Linked DNA regions of Mus musculus: all the other regions are linked to region 1. Evidence: chromatin contacts called from public ChIA-PET and HiChIP or PLAC-seq data. All regions are on one chromosome and are shown on one strand. Each heading gives the region's core, a stretch centred on a gene start, on an enhancer-like site or on the middle of the called end of the contact. The rest is flanking DNA. Distances are from core to core; before and after follow the strand shown.

Region 1 (3,198 bases), core at 284-2,783:
AACCAGGATGATTCTTTTTCTTAGACTGGGCTATAGCTGGAACTCAGTAGGTAGCTCAGGCTGGCCACAAACATAATCCTCATGTCTCCACCTCTGAAGCCCATAAATCTAATTTTGTGGTGTTGGTTGGGGGCGAACAGGAACATGACCTATGCTTAAATTCTCAAGTTTAATGATAATCATGTTGGGTGAATTTAACTTTGGTCCCATCTTTCCAGATTTCCTTAAAGTCCCTCAGAACATCAGGTAGTCTTCAAATGGCAAATATACTACTCCAATGTAAAGGAACATTTAAACACAGGATTCAAATTTATTAATTCACTGAGTTTTACAATATACCAATAGAGTTGTTTCCATCTGTGATTAAGGACATCAAATCGGGGGCTGGACAGATGGCTTAGTGGTTAAGAGCACTTCTAGAGGTGCTGAGTTCAATTCCCAGCAACCACGTGGTGGCTCACAACCATCTAAAATGGAACCCAGTGCCCTCTTGTGGTGTGTCTGAAGAGAACAACAGTGTACTCACATACATAAAATAAATAAATACATAAATCTTAAAAAAAAAAAAAACAGGGCTGGTGAGATGGCTCAGTGGGTAAGAGCACCCGACTGCTCTTCCGAAGGTCCAGAGTTCAAATCCCAGCAACCACATGGTGGCTCACAACCATCCGTAACAAGATCTGACTCCCTCTTCTGGTGTGTCTGAAGACAGCTACAGTGTACTTACATAAAATAATAAATAAATCTTTAAAAAAAAAAAAAAAACAACAACCCAAAACCATCAAATTGTGGTTTCGGAGTTGCAGGGTAAATCAGTGTAAAAAGGAATTGAATTGTCTTTGGTGGCTTTGACAACTTTCTCCTGTCCAACTAACCCACTCTTGCTAAGGATTCACTCCTGCCAATAGCTCTTTACACCAAAGAGCACTAACTACTCAATAACACTGCCTACTCTTGAAATTCAGGCTATGGCATCCAAGGCTGGGGGTGCTGTTAATTTAATGAACACATAAAATTGTTTCTTGGGATCGTGCTAATTTCCCTAAATTTTGTAGGAGTATGGGTGTCACTTTCTCAGACAGGATTTTAGGTTTGGTTTTGTGAAAACTTCACTACACTCTTTGTGTGAGACTTTTCCTTGATTTTCATTCTAGAGTGAGCCAATGAACCATATCACCAAGCTTGTGATTCCAGCTTCATTCCTGTCACACATGACCAGCAAATACGCAGCCTTTTCTATATGGGCTGAAGGTGCTTTCCTTCTTATTATTTTTTTAAACAAGTATGATTATGCAGAATACGATCTAGCTTGATAGGAAATGAAAATGCTCGTCCTTTATCTGAGAAAAAAATAGTAGCGACTTTAAGAGTAAAGAAGGCACCTTCTTCCAGTCTTCATATGCATAATTTTCTTTGCAGAGGACCCAGATGGAGGGAGCTGAAGACTGAGAGGCAGCCCAGTCTACACTGAACAGTGCTCCGCCTCCCCTCTTCGCCCCGCCCCTAGACCGACCCCGCCTCCCCTGCCCACGCCCCACCTCCGGCCCCGCCTCCCACCGCGCCGGCGCCATGGCCGCCCAGGGGATCTGGACGCTGGCGAGGGTATCGCTTGGGAGGCCACCGCCTCGGGCCGAAGGTTTCCGACAGCAGCTCAACTCAACCCTCGGTTCGACTTCCGAAGGAGCCCGCGGCGGCTCCGCGGCCGACTCGTGGGGAACGCCCGAAGGAGAACCAAGGCATCCAGCGAGCCGAGAGTTAACTGCAGCGGAGAGGCACATCGTCGAGCTGCACCGGGCCGCCTGCGCGGTGAGGCCCGCTCCAGCCTGCCCCGCGCGCGGCCTCTGCGCCTGCGCGCGCCCGGCCACCCGACCCCGAGGCGGCCCGGCCGGGAGGTGTTGGACCTCCGGCCTGGGGCGGGTCGGCCTGGGGCGTCCGCTCAGAGGGTCCTGCGAGAAACCCGGTCGCACTTTTGCGTTCCGGACAGAGAGGTGTCTGCCCTGAGATGGGAGGCTCGCGAGGCTCGGTTTTTGATCTGCGTCCCAGCTAAAGGCTTGTCTCGGTTTGTGTGTGTGCGCGCCCTCCAGCGTGTGAGTGTGTTGTGTGGGGGAAATGGGTGCTGAGGAACTGAGGGTAGGACTGAGCTCTTACAGGGAACGTATGTAGTACAGACATGTTGCCTGTGCGTGATAACTCGAGCAGCCTGCCATCCAGTGACTTTAGTAATGCAAACATAAGACAGACGCTTTACATTTTTGCCCCGTGTCCTCTCATCCTTTGCCTCCAGTCCAAGTGAGCGAAAGAAATTATAATCAGGCAAGTTTGCATTTTTCCTTAGGCATTCTTAAATCACCTTTTCTTCTGGTTTATGGATTTGACAATTGCTTGTCACCACCAATATCTAACCTTATCTCCCTTCAGTTTCCTGACACTTTAGAATACAATAGTTTGAAGATAGCATTATTTATATTTTAAGTTTTATAATGATGTAAGAGTGACTTGTAATAAATCTGTGTATTAAGCTCTGTGTTTGGCTAGTACTTGATAAGACCACTTATTTGGTTTGGCTTGAGACACAGGCAGAGGCAAACCTTGAACGTTTCCTAAAGTTGACACTCAGCCTTGGGAGTAGTATGTCCCAAAAATCCACTGTCTAACCCCTTCATGTGTTGCAAGTGAATAAAGATTTATCGAAAAATTATTGACAGCCTTTGACCGTTCTTGCTTGTGCTCTTATTTTAAGTATAACAAACACATGCAGTTTGTTTCCACAAGTCACCATACAAATATGGTTTGTAAAACCCAGAAGTCTTATCATTTTTCAAGGCAAACAACAGTGGCCTGTATAGATTGGTTCGATCAACATAGCAAAAGGAAGGCAAGTATTTGCACCGGGGAACCCACAACCTTTTCATCAGTGGGGTTTCACAGGTCATGTGACTGTCCAGGAGACCAGAAGCAAACCCAAAAACATGCTTGGTATATATAGCTCCCAAATGACAGTATTTTTCCATGCCTCAAGGGAGATAGCGCCTTATCGTGCTCCCATTCCTGCACTGGCTATCTTGCTTTCCATAGACATCTTGCTCTCCAGTCAAAGCGTCAGCAAACTTGCCTCATCTTCGTTGCCATCTTTATCCAAGGCTCATTTAGTGAGAAGAAATTGTGTGTAGGCAGTCAGCAAACTTAGAGGTACGCCAT
Region 2 (3,198 bases), core at 210-2,709, 250 kb before region 1:
CAAGTATCGTCATAAACTAACGCTCACCAGACAATGACCCATCTCAAAAATGGTATTACAGACTTTACAGTGATTTTTGACAGAAAGAGCTATAGAAGATTTCTGAATCTTACGCATACAAACTGGATGGGTTTACACAAATAATCTCTGGGTAAATGAAGTAGACCATACTTACTACTCCCATAAAAACTTCATTTAAGGGTGCAACAAAACAAACGAAAGCAAAAAAAAAATAAAAAAAATAAAAAGACAATCCTGTTAAAGATGTATCTACTGTATTCACGTTACCAGAGCCAGCATCATAACTACTGACACTGGAAGAATAAATAGTCAATGAATCAATGAATATATGAGTGAAAGAAACTGGAGTTCAGAAACACTTATTTCGCAGAAGTTTTTAAAAATTTATTCTTTGAGAACTTTAGATATCAGAGACTATAGCAAGGGGATGTAGAGGACAAGACTTCACCCGTTAAAGGATCCAACTTCATTTTTTTTTTTGTTTTGTTTTTTCCAAATTCGTTTTTTATACTTTCATCTAAAAGGACAATGTCTGCAAAAACAAAACAAAACAAAACCCGAGTGCCTGAACACAGAGTGCTACTGCGTGGGCATCCTGCTCAGAGACACCTAGGGATCTGTTTTGCTGGATCAAGTCATGCAGGTATTCAGAGATGACTGCACCAATGGCTGGCTCCTAGATTCCCAGATACATCTTACACAGGCAAGTGGGAGTGGTGCCAACCATGTGGTGTTGATTATACAAACATACAGAATGGAAAAATTATTGGATTGAGGCTTGCACCAAGGTCTCAGAAAAAAGTAAAGACAAATTGCTAGTAAGTTGGATTCACTGTAGCCTAAGATGCAATAGAGTCTAGGGTACAGATGTCAAGAAAATAGGATATTTTCCAGGGAGAGCTACAGGCACTGACTGAAAGTGGTAAGAGAGAGGCTATGTGTGTCGTAGGTAATAGACACATAACAAAATCCAAAACACTAATGTACTTGAGACTATATATCCCCCATACCCCTTATTTTAAATGTCATCGTCACGTAGTACCTGACTGAAATAACTTAACCAAAGAGAGGTTATCACTGTGATGAAGGAGGTGTGGCAGTGTAGCTTCCTGGCAGCAGGAATGTGAGGTGGCTGATAACAATGAGTCACAGTTAAGAGGGAAACTCGAAGAAAATGATTTCTTCAGGACACAGAAGCCCAGATGCACACATGAAACTCAAGACTGTGGCAGCATAGACAGAGCCCACATAGATTAAAGCTAGATGGGGTCCCAGAACTGAAAGACAGGTTCCTACCCCTAATAAAAAAACTTGCAACTGATAGCCACTTGCAAAGGAACAGTTAGTTTTCATCAGTGGAGGTCTCCTGGATATACTACCCAGAGGCTCTATGCTCAGCAGTCAGCAGCCAACATAGCACAAACTCCGTGGTCGTTCTAACGATTTGTTTGTCTCGTGTACTATGCTTGGGCTTTCTGAGGGGTGGTCTTATTGGTCTTCTGCTTGTGTATTATGATTTCCAATTTGTGCTTTTATGGAGCTTTTGTTTGTTTTTTAAAGGCAAAGAAAGAGTGAAGAATTGGGTCGCTGGGGAGAATCTGAGGGGGACTGGGAAAGGAGAAAGTGTAATCAAAATGTATTGTATGAAAAAAAATCATTAACAAAAGAGAGACAGAGGGAGGAGGAGAGGAAAGGAATGAGAGGGAAAGGAGAAGGAGAGGGGGAGGGGAAGGAGAGGAGAAGGGAAGGAGAGGAGTAGGGGCAGGGGAAGGAGGAGGGACAGAGAGAATGGTGTAAGGACAGAGAAAGCCAGGCCAGAAATTAATACACAAACTCAACTGGTGCCTTGCTAAGACTACAACTCAAAACATCTGTCTCCAATGGATCTATTTCCTTTAGTTTGGTCCCCCTCCTCGGGTTTTCAGTCTTATAATATTATAAGACACCACCATAAGCCAGAGAACAGGCGGTCAAACAGCCTTCTAGTCTACCTTCCCCTATTAGGTTCTCTGTACCTCCCAATGTGAGCTTCAGTCAATGCAACTCCTTTTTGTGAGTTTCAACTTTGTCCAAAAGGCCAAAGTCTTCTTTATGTCCCAAGGCAATCTCTTACCTGTGAGTCCCTATGAATTATGTTAAATACATGTAACTGTATGCAGCAAACATTTGTATTCCAAAAGAGTGGGAGGACAACATTTTGAACTCAGTCATATTCAAATTTGTGGGTCATTAGTAAAATAAGCCAGCTTCTTTGGCAGAACACAACATGAATGGCCTATAGAGCAATTCCTAATAAAATTCCTCTTTCCCCTTCAAAATTATCAAAAGCCTGGCCTTTACCATATACAGTTCTTAGTATTCTGGTCTCCTGAACTCTCACTAGAATGAGCATTAAACTCTGTGTATAGCACCAGAGGACTTCTGTAACTCACAACTCCAAATCTGACCCAAAACCCCTTCTAAGGGTCAGAATGGATATGGTTGGTAAATTCCAACAGTGACTCCACTTTATGGTCCTACTGCCAGTGCTTGTGTGGGTGCAGGTCCGCCTACTGTAGTGGCTTGGGTAGTCTCTGGGCCCCACCTCTACTGCCTCTGTCTCTATCCCACCTAGTCTACTTAGTACTGTCAGTGTACGCAGAGTTGCAGGTCTATCTAGCCTACCATGAGTAGTCTTTGCCCTCCCTTCTTCCCTCCTCCCCTACACCAACCCACCAAGTCCACGTAATGCTGCCAGTATACACATGCATAGATGCAGGTCCAACTATTATAGAATACATGACATCTCAGAGGTCCCATCCCTGAAGAAAATGTATTTTCCCTCCTCTGGAAGCCATCAAGTACCAATAGCTTCTCAGTTCCAGATGGGACTGCAGAACATTTTACCTGATTTGTGCTGGTATTCTGGCTGGCTTAATCATGTACAGGTCTTATGCATGCAATATAATCACTAAGATTTCATGTGTGCACATGTGTAAGACTTAATACTGACATCACAGCAGGCTAGCAAGCAGAGAAAGCAAAAGCTAGTACTTAGCAAGCCTTCTCCTTTTTCCTTCAGACCAGGTGCCAGTCTATCAGACGGTGCTAGCCTCTTTCAAGCTGGTTCTTCTCCCTCAGCTAACCCCTTCAGAAAAGGTTCCCAAAAACATAAAAAAAGTGTGCCTCACTAGCTGT
Region 3 (3,198 bases), core at 400-2,899, 180 kb before region 1:
CCTGCCACTCCTAAGACTGGATTTCTTCTTAATTACAGGTGCAATATAAACTAGAGTTATGGGGGGGGGGGGGTGAAGAGAGGGAGATGGGTTCCGATTCAGCTTGTGCTCCTTGAGTCATTTTAATCATAGTGATAACTGAAAATGATATTTCTACATATATTAGAAATAACTGAGGTTTTATATTCTCATTCTCTGTTACACACACACATACACACACACACACACACACACACACACACACACACACACTCACATAGAGTTACTTCTAGATATGTATTCATAGGTTTGCCATACTACTCACCATAAACACGAAATACATTTCCTGTGCTACTGAAAATTTTTATTTCTACAGAAATTTTATTAACCAAGAAAAAGTTTAGTTTCAGAATATTTTTAATAAAAATATATTATTCTCACATAAAGATAATTGCTAACATATGTCAAAGATAAAAACAAAAATAACCCAAAGAATGAACTAGAATACGAAATTATCCAGAGGAAAGTACCACGGGCAATAATGGATATTCTGTACAAGTTCCAAAATAAGACAGCTAGCTATCATATTAGTGATTGGAAATAATTCATGGAAACTTCTTTACTGAGTATGTAGCTCACTTGTAGCTTTGTAAAGAAGCCACTGCTGTGAAAGAGAAAACACCCTGTTAGATGGACAGTCTGCTCACCAGGGAAGCTGCCCTGCAGAGTCTAAGCTCAAACAGCAGCTAAGAAACTACTGTTTCTTAAATATTCTAAAGTCCACGACGAAGCCCTAGATCTGCTTTGGACAGGCTGTAAGGTGAAAGTCACCATTTCTGTAACCTACTTCCACTTCCCCACCACTTCCTCAGGAACAAACGGTAGTGCTCTCTGAAGTTCCGTACTCCCCTTTTTCCTGTTCTGCATAACAAATCTGATCTACACAAATGACTTCATACAGCTTAGGCATTTTTATGAAGTCTACAATTATTCATATATTCTTTCACACATCACTTTCTTAATAGTCCAACCTCTCACATTTATACTCTTTAAGGTTGAAATTGTCTGAGTTACAGCCCTTGAAATAGACAGTGATAGAATCCTCTCTAAACATACCCAAACCAATAGTGTGGCATCATTTAGACCCCTCCTCTCTCCCGTACATAACCAATCATTCACCAAAACCACTAAGTCAATGCCTGCTCCCCATAGTTAACCTCCAAACCGCCACTTCTGAGACTTCATTCAGCTAGGACAGAAACACCCACAACTGGGTAGGCTGCAGGTTGGAGTGCCTGGGTCCCCTCTTCTGGGGGTCAGAATGCCCAATCCTGAAGGCTTCCTGTGGAAATCACTGCTCCTCCGATTAAAACTGTAATTGATCCTAGAACACTGTTCAACAGGGTACATAACAGCAAACAGCTGAACACACAGAGCAGAGAGACAAGGCAGGTTATCTAGGCACTGTTTAACTCAACAGCACCCTCCAGGAACCAGGAATCTTCTCTCCTGGTTTACTCTACTAAGCACACTGGCTTTGGTCCTTTCCATGTGCTTGTAGAATGAGCCATGAGCTTTCAGTACATCTCACAAGGACACAGCAGCAGTGTCCAGCATCCAGAGGAAAAAACTTCTCTACACTCACTTTTCTAGAGCTTACTAGACCAACAACCCCTTCCTGAACTAACCATGGAAGGAAGTGGTTACCTACCAGCCTTGCCACAGACATGCATGGAAGCACCAGAATTCAGTCTCACTAGCTTTCAAATGATCGTCACACAGGAAATTTCAGTAAACTTATGTTTGTAAGGCTCTGCACAATAACAGTATCAAATAATAAATTTGCATTAAAGTTCTTAATATAAACATAAATACTATTATATGAGGATATTTCTCAATATCCATAATTGTAATTTATGGAAAAAAATGTCCAAAATCACTTTTACAACAAAATAAGTTCTATTTGGCAATTTTAATTCAAAGTTTTCAAAAAAGGGCATGGTTTTCTAAAGATAATATTTGAATATAATTTCAAGTAAATATGTAGTAATAACAATCATTCTATCTAACTGTACTTTATAAGAGGGGTCTATAAACTCTACAACAACAATAAAATAACCTACAGCTCAGCCACAGAACTTTGAGTAAGAGAACTGAGCTAGAGACCCACAATGAGCACTGAGATGTGACAGGGCATCTGAGGAAAGTGCCAGGGAGACTGCCAGACACATTCCACACCCCATCTTCTAAGGGAAGACAGGCACACAACATGTGGTGACTGAATCAGGGACACACCTTATTGCCAGAGAGGGTATAGAAAATGACAGTGAGCTGGTTTAAATATCATATCCTTTAAGAAATGTTTTAAACTCAGAGTCTATTGAAAACTTGAGAGACTAGGGGCAAAAACAGACTAAGCCTGATCAGATATTGTTTTGTGTTTTTAGTTAGAAATAAAACTCATCTTTACCCATCCTTAAGTGACAGATCTGTGTGTTTTTATATTAATATAGTTTAGATTATTAGCCTAATTGACTTCGCAATAAATCATCATTATGAGACTTCAGTACGTCCATGAGGCAGATGCAGTCAGTGAGGAGATGTGTGGAATGTATTGAGAAGAGACATGCTGGTAAGATTGTGTCAACTTGACACAAACTCAGGACAACTGGAAAAGGGAACCAGAACTGAGAAAATGCCTCTATAAGCTTGGCCTGTAGACAAGTCTGTGGGATGTTTTCTCCATTAACGACTGAGAAGGGAAGAATCAGTCCACTGTTCATAGTGCCACCCAGGGGCAGGGAGGTGGATCTGGGCTAAATAAGGCAAGCGAGGGAGCCGATGAGCAGCACTCCTGAGTGGTTCCTGTTTCGATGCACCTCCAGGTTGCTGCTGCTGTCCTGATGTACCTTTATGAAGGACTGCATGCTATAAGATAAAATAAAGCCATTCCTCCCCAAATTACAATGGAAAGCAAACTAGAACAGATTGTGTGTGTGTGTGTGTGTGTGTGTGTGTGTGTGTGTGTGTGTGTGAGTGTCTGTGTGTGTGTGTGTGTGTGTGTGTATGTCTGTGTGTGTGTGTGTGTGTCATAGACAGTGACATCTCTGCAGTCTCCTGTCACTTCAGATTGATCTAATTCACAACCCAAAGCGTGCTTACACACAAAAGAAGATGAGTGCTGTACCTGGCAACAGAAGGCATAATTCTATACCTCCC

What was found. ChIA-PET counts read pairs in DNA pulled down with a chosen protein or histone mark. HiChIP or PLAC-seq counts read pairs in DNA pulled down with a chosen protein or histone mark.
Region 2: an H3K27ac HiChIP or PLAC-seq map of extraembryonic endoderm stem cells shows a contact between it and region 1. The contact joins the enhancer-like site here to the promoter of 2310009B15Rik in region 1. A contact is called at or near these places in 13 of 39 promoter capture datasets (the 3T3-L1 cell line, the C10 cell line, the HPC-7 cell line and 9 more), 1 of 484 Hi-C or Micro-C datasets (bone marrow-derived macrophages), 19 of 115 datasets of contacts at active chromatin or transcription factors (the 230-238 cell line, the NIH/3T3 cell line, T-cell acute lymphoblastic leukemia and 13 more) and 5 of 9 other capture datasets (adipose tissue, embryonic stem cells, liver and 2 more).
Region 3: an RNA polymerase II ChIA-PET map of memory CD8 T cells shows a contact between it and region 1, with 81 read pairs. The contact joins the enhancer-like site here to the promoter of 2310009B15Rik in region 1. A contact is called at or near these places in 14 of 39 promoter capture datasets (the C10 cell line, the HPC-7 cell line, HPC-7-derived erythroid cells and 9 more), 1 of 15 datasets of contacts at CTCF or cohesin (CD8 T cells), 2 of 484 Hi-C or Micro-C datasets (the G1E-ER4 cell line and bone marrow-derived macrophages), 9 of 115 datasets of contacts at active chromatin or transcription factors (CD8 T cells, the HPC-7 cell line, bone marrow-derived macrophages and 6 more) and 4 of 9 other capture datasets (adipose tissue, embryonic stem cells, liver and 1 more).

The regions. Positions count from the first base shown.
Region 1 is chr1:138,855,189-138,858,386 of GRCm38.p6, reverse strand. 2310009B15Rik (RIKEN cDNA 2310009B15 gene) reads left to right here and starts at 1,533. Exons shown (of 3, transcript NM_001081226.1): 1 at 1,533-1,806. The coding sequence starts at 1,570.
Region 2 is chr1:139,105,987-139,109,184 of GRCm38.p6, reverse strand. The region is part of intron 13 of Dennd1b (DENN/MADD domain containing 1B); the gene reads right to left. Among named protein-coding and RNA genes, the nearest start is that of Gm41960, 60 kb to the left of the region's middle. Within about 2 kb of position 1,459, at least 5 of the 459 cell types and tissues checked have an H3K27ac peak or open chromatin away from gene starts, as enhancers often do. A contact at or near this core is called in extraembryonic endoderm stem cells, where this site is marked.
Region 3 is chr1:139,034,967-139,038,164 of GRCm38.p6, reverse strand. The region is part of intron 3 of Dennd1b (DENN/MADD domain containing 1B); the gene reads right to left. Among named protein-coding and RNA genes, the nearest start is that of 4930596I21Rik, 59 kb to the right of the region's middle. Within about 2 kb of position 1,649, at least 48 of the 459 cell types and tissues checked have an H3K27ac peak or open chromatin away from gene starts, as enhancers often do. A contact at or near this core is called in CD8 T cells, the G1E-ER4 cell line, the HPC-7 cell line and 2 more, where this site is marked.